Linked DNA regions of Mus musculus: region 2 is linked to region 1. A link is a contact called in public Hi-C data. All regions are on one chromosome and are shown on one strand. The core of a region is the stretch at or near the end of the contact, and the rest is flanking DNA. Distances in the headings are between cores, read along the strand shown. Region 1 has its middle 140 kb from the start of Psd3. Region 2 overlaps Sh2d4a (SH2 domain containing 4A).

Region 1 (6,342 bases), core at 2,122-4,621:
ACTGATATGGTTCAGTTTAAGGAACTGGTGTAAATCAACTCAAGGGAGGCAGTTTTTCTTCACTTTTTTTTTGTCCTGGCTTTGGAAACACTGGGTCAGGTGTCCCAGAGATTTGATGTAAGAATGAAGAGACCATATGCAGATTCCATGATAGTAATCTACCAGCTATCCAACTCTCTTTCACATAAGAACTTATGTATGCTCAAGTCTTATAGTATCTTACATTTGCACCACACACACACACACACACACACATACACACACACACACAATCTTTAGAGGATAAAAGTTTACTATATAATAATTGTTAGATCTCAAAATAACTGGAGGACCTACTTAACATATCAAAGCTGACCTGATCCCCAGACTCTCCCAGCATCCCTCAGTCCCTACCTGTTACTGGATATGGCTGACATGCCCTACCCCTTCCCTACCCTAAACTCCAGGCCAGGGACTGGGCTGCCCTTGCTCCAGCTGCTCTTTTCTATATAGTGCAGCCATTTTGGTTACCTGATCCTTTTCACTTCTACCCTTTACCCTCCTGGCTTTCCCCTCCTCTGTCCTCTCAATGGCCCGGCTCAGGGACAGGCTCACTCTGGACAGTTGCAGATGTCTCGGCCTCTGGCTATGCTCTCCCTTTTATCTATAATAAACATTTTTTTTTCTGCACCATACCTAGGAGGAGTTATGTTCTTCCTTTTTAATTTCTTCTTTTTTCTCAATAATTAGCGCCCAAATAAGGAAACTCATTTATTTACAAATCAAAACAGCAGAACAGGGAAATGATTTGAGGCTACACTTTTGTTTTCTTGATGCTATTGTTATGTAGCCTAGGCTGGCTTTGAACTGGAAGCAGTCCTCCAGCCTCAACCTCTTTACTGCTAGGATTACAGGTATGTGGAACCACAGCTGATGCTATCATAGTGCTTAATTCAAAGATATACTTTCTTTTCTCTTCTTTTTTTTTTTAAAAAGATTTATTTATTTATTTTATGTGAGTACTCTGTGGCTCTCTTCAGACACACCAAAAGAGGGCATCAGATCCATTACAGGTGGTTGTGAGCCACCATGTGGTTGATAGGAATTGAACTCAGGACCTCTGGAAGAACAGTCAGTGCTCTTAACTACTGAGCCATCTCTCTAGCTCCCAAAGATATGATTTCAAAATAATCTTTCTGGAGGTCATAAAATCTGGTGTCCTTAAAATCTAAGAGGATGAGACAAGATATTTGTGCAAATTACATTGTAATTTTGTACTACTCTGAAAGAGATTGGGGACATTCATTAAGCTTGCTACCTACCTATATCTGCCATTTGTGCCTAATGCAGGCAGGAGAGACATCTGATTGTACAAACAAGGGTCATTTCTAACACAGAGAGACTTCTCAATATATATGGATTTTTGGAGATGTGCCCCTAAGGACTACAGCTCTAATACTGGGTTGTCTTAGATCAGTGGAGTTGGAAGGGGAGAAAGCAAACCAGACAGTCTAATCTTCTCACAGAGCAGCCATGGAACTGGGATCCAGAATGAAGGCATTTGCCCTCCCTTTGCTACTCTGAATTATAAAGAAATCTAGAACCCTTAGGTCTCAGATGCCAGTCTGGTTGCTTTTCCCCATGTAACAGGGACACACAGCTATAAGATAGCCCTGGGTATTCTGCCCGTTGCTTCCTGTAGGTAGACTGAAACACTGAGGTTTGTGTAATTACTCTACAGATGATAGCATTCGTACAACCATCCAAAGAACTTTGTGTGAATGTCAAAGGAAGTGAGGAAGAGAGTGTGTTGTCATGGAGATACGAAGGAGGGAAAGTTGAAACCCATTCTGCTATCTCAACCGTTATTTATTCAAGTAATAAATCATGACATCTTTGTCAAAATCAATGTAGCATGAAATGGACTAAAAATAAACCTTGCAATCGAATCAACACTGTCTTCTGCACACCGGAATCTTCTAAAAGGGATGCTCCACTGCACAGTTAGCTCTGTCACTGCTAACATTTCTATATGAGCACTTGTGCGTGCTTTCTCTCTGTTCAAATTCCTTCTTAAAATTCAGCATTAATCACCAAGGTAGATTAAAATAGAGACAGCATAATCTACGGTACCATTTCATGGGTAGAACAGTCTCTAAACTTATGACAGGCCAGAAAAATGAACCAAGCTTGAGGAAGGAAGGAATACTTCTCAGAGAAGGGAAATGACAATTTCCTGGGGCATTAAATAGTCCAAGGCTCAGGGGTCGGTCTTCAAAGTGATTTCATTCTAGCTAAAATCTGGTCAGAAAAAGAAACATCAGTGTAGGATCTGACAGCTGGCAACACAGGCCCTGCCATTCTGTGATGGGAACTGAGGCTCCACACAACTTTTAGCTCCACACTGGAGCCACAGTGTTCCCATAGAAAGGTATGCCCTTTCTGTAGGGAACTTTTATACAATGTAGTTATCTGAGAGGATAATGAATCTTTAGAGACAAATAAGGTGTACTAGATGAAGTGAAATTGTGTTGGTTTTTTATCTCATGAAGCACTTTCTCTTCTCTTTCCAGATTCATGGATTCATAGTTACCACAGAGTTGCAAAGCCCACAGAGAGCCCAGGACATGAGCTAGCTTTATTGACAGAACCAGAGCTTTTAAAATTTAGGTTTTACTCCTTTTCTTAATCTCTTGGATTCCAGCACATATTACCTTTTATCTGATTAAAAACTTTCTACCAAAAATCTAGTGTGCTTTATACACTTGTAGTTGAAACATTGGTTTCATTTCAAGGACTAATGATATAAAAGTACAGAGTTAAAACTATTTCCTGTAGTCTCCTATGACAGGCTCTGACTATTAGAAAATCTCCTGCCTTCTGTTTCTGTCATTGGAATGTGCTGGTTAAACCTCTATTATTCCCATGTCTGTCTTGCTTATCCACATGCTGTTTCCTAAACCATGAACCCTCCTAGAAGCTGGCAAAGAAAACTCAGAAAGCTGATTGGAATTGAGTTCCTATTGTGCGAGAGCAAGGGAGAAAACACAAAGACAAAGACAAAAACAAAAACAAAACAACAAGCCCCAGAGAGTTCTGGTTTTTGAGAAACTTGAACTTAGATGACCTTTTGTGGGGTTTGTAAATGGTATTTGGGGGACAGAATTTTGTACTTACACATAGTCACTGCTATTTTAGAATACGACGTGTAAGATACGAATACTAATTTTTATATACCTGCAAACTCTAGAAATGATTATTGAGTTGTTGGTTTTCCCATACCCTCTTGGGAATAATGTCTGTTATCCTTTGGTGTCTTTAGCCCCAAGCTTGGGTGTAATGTGCACAGTTCCTTGTCCTCCACTAAGGGGCAGTATAACATGGAGTAGAAGGCAAGGTGAGGGCAGGCTCTGGCATAGACTCTGGACTTTTCCTAATTTACTCTTCCAGAATAGCCACGGGCATGTGAAGGAACTCTGCCGGCATCACCATGAGCCACAGTCCCACCTTCTCCTGACCCAGACAGCTGGTGGTGCTGAGTGATGCAATGCTCAGTTAGATTCGATAGTTCTCAGCTCTTCACCCACTCTCCCACCACAGAAATTAGTATGTTGTCAATCAAAGGCTGTAGGACATATCAGGTTACCTTCCACTAGAATATCTCCAGCTGTAGAGGTCAGGAAACAAGGCTAAGGGAAACCTGGACTCTGGGTAGATGACTTGACAGTCCTAAGCTACCAAATCCTAGCTGTGGGCCCTACCAAACTGCTAATCAATCCTCAAAGCATCGTCTCTTATCTAGGATTTGGGAATGCTCTCATAGCAGGGAGAATAGCACATGGAAGCTGTCTAGGTCACAGAGTGAGAGGACTAGAACTAACTTCTTTTTACTAGTTCCCAGTCATCCTACAACTGACGATCCAGGTGACTTGATTAGCTGCACTCATTCCTTATAGTCAGAGGATGCATGCCAACATTCACTCTAGAGCCTGGGGGCTGAAACCTCAAGAGAATCTATTTGGCTGTTTGTACTACTGCAAACTTCTTATTCTTGATATGCAATTTGTTTTCCCTGGGAAAGTTGACACAAGGACCTCAACTCTTCAACATGCACATAGGAATGAGAGGACTTTACTATATGTAATCACCTGAGATGTAATTGTTGTATTCTTCTTTACTACATCAATTATAAGATCCCACTGTGAGTCATCAGGGTCTTACCTTTTGTAGTTGACTGAACAAGAAATTGCTTAAATCAGTTTTTGTACGTTCATAAAGGTAAATTCTCAAACATGAAAATACTAAGCACTTCGCAGAATATTTCATATTGTGGGTGATGAGGGATAACCAGGGTTGGACATAGGAAAAACTATCTTTGTTGATTTAAACAAACAAACAAACAAACAAGCAATACAACAATAACAACTACCACCACCAAACACATAGCCTGAGGCTGGACCACCTGACTAATGACACTTGTAAAGCCTTTAAGGGATTTGTAGATCTGAAGGAATGGATTTCACAATTCCTCTGATAAGCTTTCGTAGTCCCATTCTCTGACTGGACTCTGGAAACACACTGCCTACACTCCATCCCTTCTCTAGTCTTCCTTAATGTCACATTTGTCTTGACTTTCCTCTTCTTCCCCTCAAGACAGATCTACTGTTAGGGCTGTAAGTCAGTGATATGGTACTTGTCCAGCATGGGAAAGACCTTTGGTTCAATGCTTAGTGCCACAAGATTTTAAAAAATGAAGACAGGTACTTGAGAACAGAAATGTCTGTGTATAACAACTACAAAACAAGGGATACTGTTGCTTTCAAGATAGGGGAAACTGAGGCTCTATTCTGATGGTTTTCTTACAGTTAGGACTTAGACTTGAGATATCCATTCCCCCTAGGAATTCCATACATTTAGTTTAGGTAGGTCAAATATCTGGGTGGGGGTGGGGGTCCATTCACTAAGGAATCGAAAATAAGACTTCTACTGCTGGCCCACATTTTTGGGCCAACTTCCAAAGCACTTTTCCCCAGAGAACTGGCCACAGATCCTAAGCTTGGGCCTATGTTCCAAAGACCAGAGGGAAGAAAATCAGCGGTGAACAGAATCAAAGTCCATAGATAACTGCTGTGTGACCCTATATCCAGAGATTGGGCTCGGATGCACAAATGTCCTGTCTGCTAAATCCCTGCAGGAAGAGAGATATAAAAACTTAAATGGAATGTGAGCTATTTCTTAAGGAAGTATGCTCCAGTTGCTTCTGCCCACAGAGAACTTGGACTCATCCTTAATTGTGACTTTGTAGGCTCTCTGACTGAAAGAGCAACGATAAGGCAGGTCGTGTGCAAAAGCAGTCAGGAGACAGGCACAGGATCCAGATGGAGCTGGCCACCTCCCAGCTCTCAGAAGGCTACTGTGAATTTCATGGAACTCTCCTATGGCTTCCCTGACAGTTCCTTTCATGTCCGCCCTCTACAGACAGCACACCTTTCTTCTAGCTCATGCCACTAATCCTCACATAGAGACTCAGTTTTACCCAATCCACACTTTCCAAATGTACAGTATAACAAGACAACCACACCACTGGGAAACGGAAAAAAAACAAAACAAAAACCTTTTAAATTCTGTTCACCCATCTTTCAAGTGATGCACTTGAACTCACTGAAGAGGATGGACATCATGAGATAGCATAATGGGAAGGGTGGTCCAGAGATGCAGGAACTTATACATCACAGCATGGGTATGATCAAGAGGAGAGCCTACAAGGGCCCAAAGGTACCCTGGATACCGCATGGGGCCACCTCTCACTTCCTGATGGAGACACAGACTCGTGTCCAGGACTGATCATCCACCTGGTGCCAGGGACCGAAGGCAGGTGAATGTGGGCTCTAAACGTCATATGTTTAAGGGGATCAGTGTTCCAAGGCTGTGCTTCAGTTCTGAAAAACACCACTCCCCACGGAAGCCCCCTCCCCATTTTCCTCAGCAAGACCTTAAAAACAGGGGTTGCTTTTAGTCTTTTTTTTTTTTGAAAGGAGGGAGAGGATTTCAGCTTAGCCACACCTTAATTCTCATATCTGAAACTAGAAATTCCAACCCCAATTTCTGAGAATGGCTATGAGAATTAGCAGACGTGAGAAAACAGCTAGTATAATGGCTGGCTCCTCTCCCCACCACCATCCCCTGTCTGTGAACCTCCTTGTAGTTCCTTCTGCTCCTGTCTTATAAAGTATGCCCTCCCTTACTCAACCTTCCTAGGCAAAAATCTTGAGAAACTGATATCCATTGTCTGCTTTAGCACAGGATGCTATCAATGGCTGGGAAGAGCCAAAAGAGTACTGTAGCGGATAGGCACCTCCGTTC
Region 2 (6,342 bases), core at 2,675-5,174, 230 kb after region 1:
CAGAGGTTAGAAGGCTTGTAGGCACTTTGGTTTATGTTTACTGTATCACTGAGTTTTAGGGGAAAATGCTCTTAGCACAGGTTTTGTCATAATTTTCCAGAAGGACTTTCTTTTAAGAAATTCATATATATCAGGAAACTACTCACATGCCATCACATGTACACACCTGCTCATTCTTGTAGAAGGAACTTAAAACTAATGTGGGAACAAGAGATGAAGGCTCTTCACATCATGATGGACCTGGAAACACTGCCATGGGAAATGTGTGGGGGAGACTAGTAACATCATCCTGCATCAGGAAGTGGAGAAAAGAGAACTCTAGCTCTCTACTACCTCTCTTCTTTCTCCTTCTGTTCCATCTCATCCTTTAGCCAATGAGATAGTGTTACCCACATTCTGGGTTGATTTTACCCTTCAGTTCATTCTCTGTGCAAATCACTTCAAATTCATAACAGTTGTGCTTTAATGTCCCATGTGATTCTGTTCAAGAACTACTATTTTAAACCAAGTCAGATCACTTCCCAGAGTTCTCGCTGATAAACAGTGGTGGCCCTACGAGAACATAGAAGTTCAAGTTGGAAGTGAAAAATCCCCGCATCATCCTTAGGACAACCTACTAGACCTTCCTAAGTGGTAGACAACCTGTGTTGACCCACATGGGTCTCTAAGTGAAACTGTGTTGGAAATACAGTTCTTTGACTATCTGCTCTAGTTTGTTTCTCTGTTGCTATGATAAAATACTTATCAAAAGCAACTTGGGGAAGAAAGGATTTATTCCAGCTTGTAACTCCCAAACCACAGTACATCACTGAAAGAAGAAAGGGTAGGGACTCATAGCAGGAACCTGGAGGCAGGAACTGAAGCTGGAGCAAGGAGGACTGTTGCTTACTGGCTTGCTCAGTTTGGTTTCTTACACAACTCACCTGCCAGGGGTGGTGCCACCCACAGAGGGCTCCCATATCAATCATTAACTAAGAAAATGCTCTTACAGACAAGCCCACAAACCAGTCTGATGAAGGTGATTCTTCAACTGAGGATCCTTCTTTCAATGTCATTCTAGTTTTGGGTCAAGTTGATGAACTATCCATTTGTTTTGTGTTTGTCCAGTAACCAAATAACAGGAGTTTTGTTTTGTTCTGATTCCCAAAGACTTCAAGATATACATGGAATTTAATTCTGATTTTCGTAAACTCTAATTCATATAGGGAGGGGCAACAGAGGAGTACTTTGTAGGGACTTGACTGATATGACTTTTTCTCCCTTTCCCACAGGGATTCTCACACTGAAGAAAGCAAATGAACTTCTGAGCACAGGTGTGCCGGGAAGTTTTTTGATTCGAGTCAGTGAAAAGATCAAGGGCTATGCCCTGTCCTACCTGTCTGAGGAAGGCTGCAAACATTTCCTTATAGATGCATCTGCCAACTCTTACAGCTTCCTGGGTGTGGACCAGCTGCAGCATGCTACACTGGCAGATTTGGTGGAATATCACAAGGTGAATCCAATCATATGTTTAATTCACACTAGGAATTATTGTCCTATAGATATATAACAAAGAATATAGATATATAACAAAGAAACAAACAAAGAAAATAAATATATAACAAAGAAAGGCCTGACTAGGGATATAGCTCAAGTACCCTTGAGCAAAGGGATGGTGGTAGCACATAATTTCTGCTGGTAACAAGGGGTTTTAATTGTATTTCCTTTCTCATATCCACCTGGCATACTCAGAGATATCCCACGGGAGCTGAGAATACTAGAGATGTATATTCTGAGCATATCTGAGGGTGTTCCTATGCTAGAACTTGGGCTTCAGTAGGACAGGGAAACTGAAAGGAGGGAAATCTCTTTTAGTATTGTCATAAGCCAATCTAGGTATGCATAAACCCAGGGTAGAGGAGTGATCTCCCCTAAGGAGCAGCATGAACGTCTACCACATAGCTGCCTCATGGCCCTGTGCTTTGATTGACAGGAGGAGCCCATAACCTCTCTGGGGAAGGAACTCCTTCTGTACCCCTGTGGTCAACAAGACAAGCTGCCCGACTACCTGGAGCTCTTCCAGTGACAACTCTCATCCAGATCAGCCTCCAACTTCCAGCTGGTTTCCCCTCTGGACAGACACCTCTGAGATGGACATTTGTGTGTGATGCCAAAATCTCTCTGTGACAGAGCCAACAGTGAACAACGTCTGAGGTCTTCATTGAAACCTCTCTTCTGCATAAATGCTGGATTCAGTTTAAGGGGGTGTTACCTCTCTCTCATCCTCATTCTGAAAGGAAAAGGGGGAAGGTACCCACATTTGCAACATCCTAATATGAAGGATAGGACCTTGAAGGATATGACCATGATGATGTATATAAGATAAAAAGGACAAGGGTACACTGAAATCTTTTTAGCAATTAAGATGTTATTTTAAAAGAACAAGTGAACAATTTCATGATCTACACACTCCCTTTTTGTTATTCACTCAAAGGTCTCAGTATTCTGTGTGTATAAATTTTTATCTTGCTTTTAGAATGGTGGAAAAATGTCCCCACTGAGGGATGAGATTATCTTCAAAAGACCACCCTTTCTGTGTCTGTTGGAGTGAGGTTATAGAAGACAGAAGAGAAAGACCCAAGTGTAAATTGAAAGACAAGTTTCAAAACTTGAGATGAGAGACTTACCACATATGAAAAAAACCAACCAACCAACCAAAGGTTTTATTGTGACAGTAACCCTGAGTGTGATGGTTTGAATATGCTTGGCCCACAGGGAGTGGTAGTATTAGGAGGTGTGGCCTTGTTGGAGGAGGTGTGGCTTTGTTGGAAGAAGTGTGTCACTGTGGGGGTGGGCTTTGAGACCCTCCTCCTAGCTGCCTGAGAGATTCAGTCTTCTGGTTCCCTTCGGAAGAAGATGCAGAACTCTCAGCTCCTCCTCTGCCATTCCTGTCTGGAAAATGCCGCGCTCCTGCCTTGATTATAAAGGACTGAAACTCTGAAGCTGTAAGCCAGCCCCAATTAAATGTTTTTCTTTAAAGAGTTGCCTTGGTCATGGTGTCTCTTCACAGCATTGGAAACCCTAACTAAGACGCGTGAGTAATCTTAGGGTTTGTTTCTTCATTCTTCTCTACTCCCCCCCCCCCCCATCTGAAAGTAAATATAAAAGATACTGTGCGTGGCCATGTAAGGACTTGTGTGGTCCTGATTCCAAGAGAAGAACTGAATAAGTGAGTGGTTTGGATACCACCTATTGAGGGATGAATTGTGTCCCACACCAAATATACATGAAGTCCTGACCCTTCTGTATCTGAGTATGAACTGATAGAGAAATAGGATCTGTGCAGAAAAGATAAGTAAGATAGGCTCCAAATCTAATGAGTTGCATCTGTATAAGGGAGAAAGATAAAGAAAAAAGACAAACATGAGGATGGAGGTTAAAGGACCACAGAAACAGAGAGTAGAGTGGTGTAGGGCAGGGTATGGCGGGGATTATGAAAGGCAGTACGGCCCAGGCCCAGACTCTCCCTAGGACTCTATTAGGAAGCATGGCTTTGTTCATTTGCATCTTTATTTAAGCCTTCAGGGATTTAGAAATGTGAGATAATAAACCTCGAAATCACCGAATAGATGGCAACTTTTTACAGCAGCCTCAGAAAACTAGTGCAATAGTTTATGTAACCATGTGTCCTGCACGAGTTGCATGGATTTGTTTCTTGCTGCACAGTGTGCACCCTCAAGAGGAAATAAAAGTAGGATATAGGAATAAGACCCCGAGTAATGCTGGCTAGCCCTGGGACACAGATTTATTCAGCAAGTAATCTCCTACCTGCATCATCCTTAAATCAAAACCTCTAAATCCATTCCTAGACCAGCCTCAGTGAGGGGAGGCCAACCTCTGCTGAGCAGGGAGGGCATCTGTGAGTCACTTTTGCCTGGGAGGAAGTTACTTTGCCCATAGCTAAGCATTTCTTTTTACTTTGTCTTTTAACTAATGTAGATGGCACTGCAGTCTGTCCTTTGTGTGACTCACTCATTCCAAACACAGTGTACCAAAGTAGAGGCTAATGTGCACTCAGTCAATTGCTTCTTGAAATATTCCATTGTATTGTTAAATTTCTATGAGTCTCTGCCATTTCACTTTGTTGTAACATGGCTCAGAATCTCTGAGCTGTTCCCATCTCTCTCCACTTTTCCCTAATTATTTTGAATAGGCACTTTACCTAACTATGTTAGTTACTTTCCTCACTGCAGTGACAAAAGTACCTGACAAAAGCAACTTAAGGAAGGAAGGGTTGACTTTGGCTCATGGTGTGAACTCGTGGTCCATCACATGGGAAGGGACCGTGGGAGGTGGTGCGGCAGCTAGTCACATAGAACCCATATTTAGGAAGTAGAGAGAGATGACAGCTCTCTCCTTTTTATTCAGTCTGCGATCCCAGCCCATGGAATAGCATTGCCCACATTCAGGGTAGGGTTTCCCTCTTTGGCTAATTCCTTCTGGAAACACTTTCACAAGCATATCCAGAGGTGTTTTCCCACAGCGAACCTAAATCCAATCAAATTGACAAGATGAAGCATCACACTATCCGTCTTAGTTTGGGTTTCTTCACTTCTGTGAAGAGACATCATGACGATGGCAACTCTTATAAAGGACAACACTTTACTGGGGCTGGCTTACAGTTTCAGAGGTGCAGTCTATTATCATCATGGCAGGAATCACTGGCAGAAGGGCACTTTCCTCCACAGTAAGTCAGAGAGGAAGCTCTCATTCCTTATTTGGCAGAGCCTGAGCATAGAAGCCTCAAAGCCCACCCGCATAGTGACACACTTCCTCCAACAAGACCACACCTATTCCAATAAGACCATGGGCCAAGCACAGTCAACCACCACACTATTCAATCCTCAGTTTTACTGCACAGGAATGGTCTTTTAACTGAAGGACCTTTATTGTTCCTCTAGCTCTGAAAGCATACAGATCTGCGTTCTGTTACTCAGTGGAATAAGTCAAAAGTATCCTTTAATCACTGATAATTTTGAAGACATTTGAGATACCAGCATCATCCTCTGCCTAAAATTGTATTGTAGGCAATAATTATGGCTGTGTCCAAATGTATCTGTGTTTAGCGACTGAAAGAAGATTAAGAAACATCTCAATCCAGTTAACCTGATATATTACCAAGAGGAGTACCCTTGACTTCTGTAGTGTTTTATCTTACAGGTTCTAAACATGCAGAGGAATAAACTGTCTAGTGCTCAGTGATACAATGGCCAGGAGGAATATTTGAAATTCTGAGGGACACTTGTGTGTTGGGCTGAAGCCAAGTGCTAGTCCCTGCCCACATTGATTCTTGTTTGTTTGCTTCTTTCTTTCTTTCTTTCTTTCTTTCTTTCTTTCTTTCTTTCTTTCTTTCTCTCTTTCTTTCTTTCTTCCTTTCTTCCTTCCTTCCTTTCTTTCTTTCTTTCTTTCTTTCTTTCTTTCCTTCTTTCTTTCTCTTTCTTTTCCTTTTTCTTTCCTTCTTTCTTTCTTTCTTTTTTTTTTTTTTTCAAGACAGGGTTTCTCTGTATAGCCCTGGCTGTCCTGGAACTCACTTTGTAGACCAGGCTGGCCTTGAACTCAGAAATCCGCCTGCCTCTGCCTCCCAAGTGCTGGGATTAAAGGGTGTACCACCACGGGCCCAGCGATTCTTGCCAGTAAGAGTCTGGAAACTCCAGGCTACAGACATCTCAGACTTTTATGGACATGGCAAGCCAGGCCAAGAAGTGTTAGTCAAATCTTATCCAGGCTAAGGAAGAACACCGGAACAATCAAGACCAAAAATGACCAAAGAGACCACTAGTCATTATTCTAGTCTGCTTTCTATTGGTGCGATAACACCAAGACCAAAAGCAACTTGGAGGAGAAAAAGATTTACTTTGTTTACACATCCAAATAATAATCAATTGCTGAAAGAAGTCAAGGCAGGAACTGAAGCAGAGGACAGTAAGTAATGCTTTGTGGCCTAAATGGTTGCAGTGTCTTGTTTCTATATAGGTATCCCTTTCAGTGCACTAGAATCTGGGCATATCTGTGGCCCTCTCACATATGTAGTCTGTGGCTTTCACTATTTTGAGTTTAGGATACACAGTAGATATTTATATAATAGCATGCATATATCCTTGAAACTTCCTTGCTTCAGGTTTTGTGGAGAACAAAGTAAATGATTGTATTCAGAATGCATTATGTGTGCATGTCTTAGAGTTCAGCTTTCCCCTTCTTAATTGGAGCTTTTCCCTAACTACATCTTTAATATTTTTGTTTAGATTGTTCATTCCTGTTCTTGAGGAATATCTATAAGCCATGCTCTGTTTTTCCTTCCATATC

The links. A called contact is a pair of places that touch in the nucleus more often than the background predicts.
Region 2: a Hi-C map of bone marrow-derived macrophages shows a contact between it and region 1, with 2.9 times the contacts expected there. The contact joins two enhancer-like sites. A contact is called at or near these places in 9 of 484 Hi-C or Micro-C datasets (B cells, the HPC-7 cell line, adipose-derived mesenchymal stem cells and 6 more), 1 of 115 datasets of contacts at active chromatin or transcription factors (bone marrow-derived dendritic cells) and 1 of 9 other capture datasets (embryonic stem cells).

The regions. Positions count from the first base shown.
Region 1 is chr8:68,114,315-68,120,656 of GRCm38.p6, forward strand. It overlaps a transcript of Psd3 not described here. Among named protein-coding and RNA genes, the nearest start is that of Psd3, 140 kb to the left of the region's middle. Within about 2 kb of position 3,372, at least 22 of the 459 cell types and tissues checked have an H3K27ac peak or open chromatin away from gene starts, as enhancers often do. A contact at or near this core is called in bone marrow-derived macrophages, where this site is marked.
Region 2 is chr8:68,344,682-68,351,023 of GRCm38.p6, forward strand. Sh2d4a (SH2 domain containing 4A) reads left to right here. Exons shown (of 9, transcript NM_028182.1): 8 at 1,272-1,492; 9 at 1,973-3,023. The coding sequence ends at 2,065. Among named protein-coding and RNA genes, the nearest start is that of 1700125H03Rik, 21 kb to the right of the region's middle. Within about 2 kb of position 3,925, at least 6 of the 459 cell types and tissues checked have an H3K27ac peak or open chromatin away from gene starts, as enhancers often do. A contact at or near this core is called in bone marrow-derived macrophages, where this site is marked.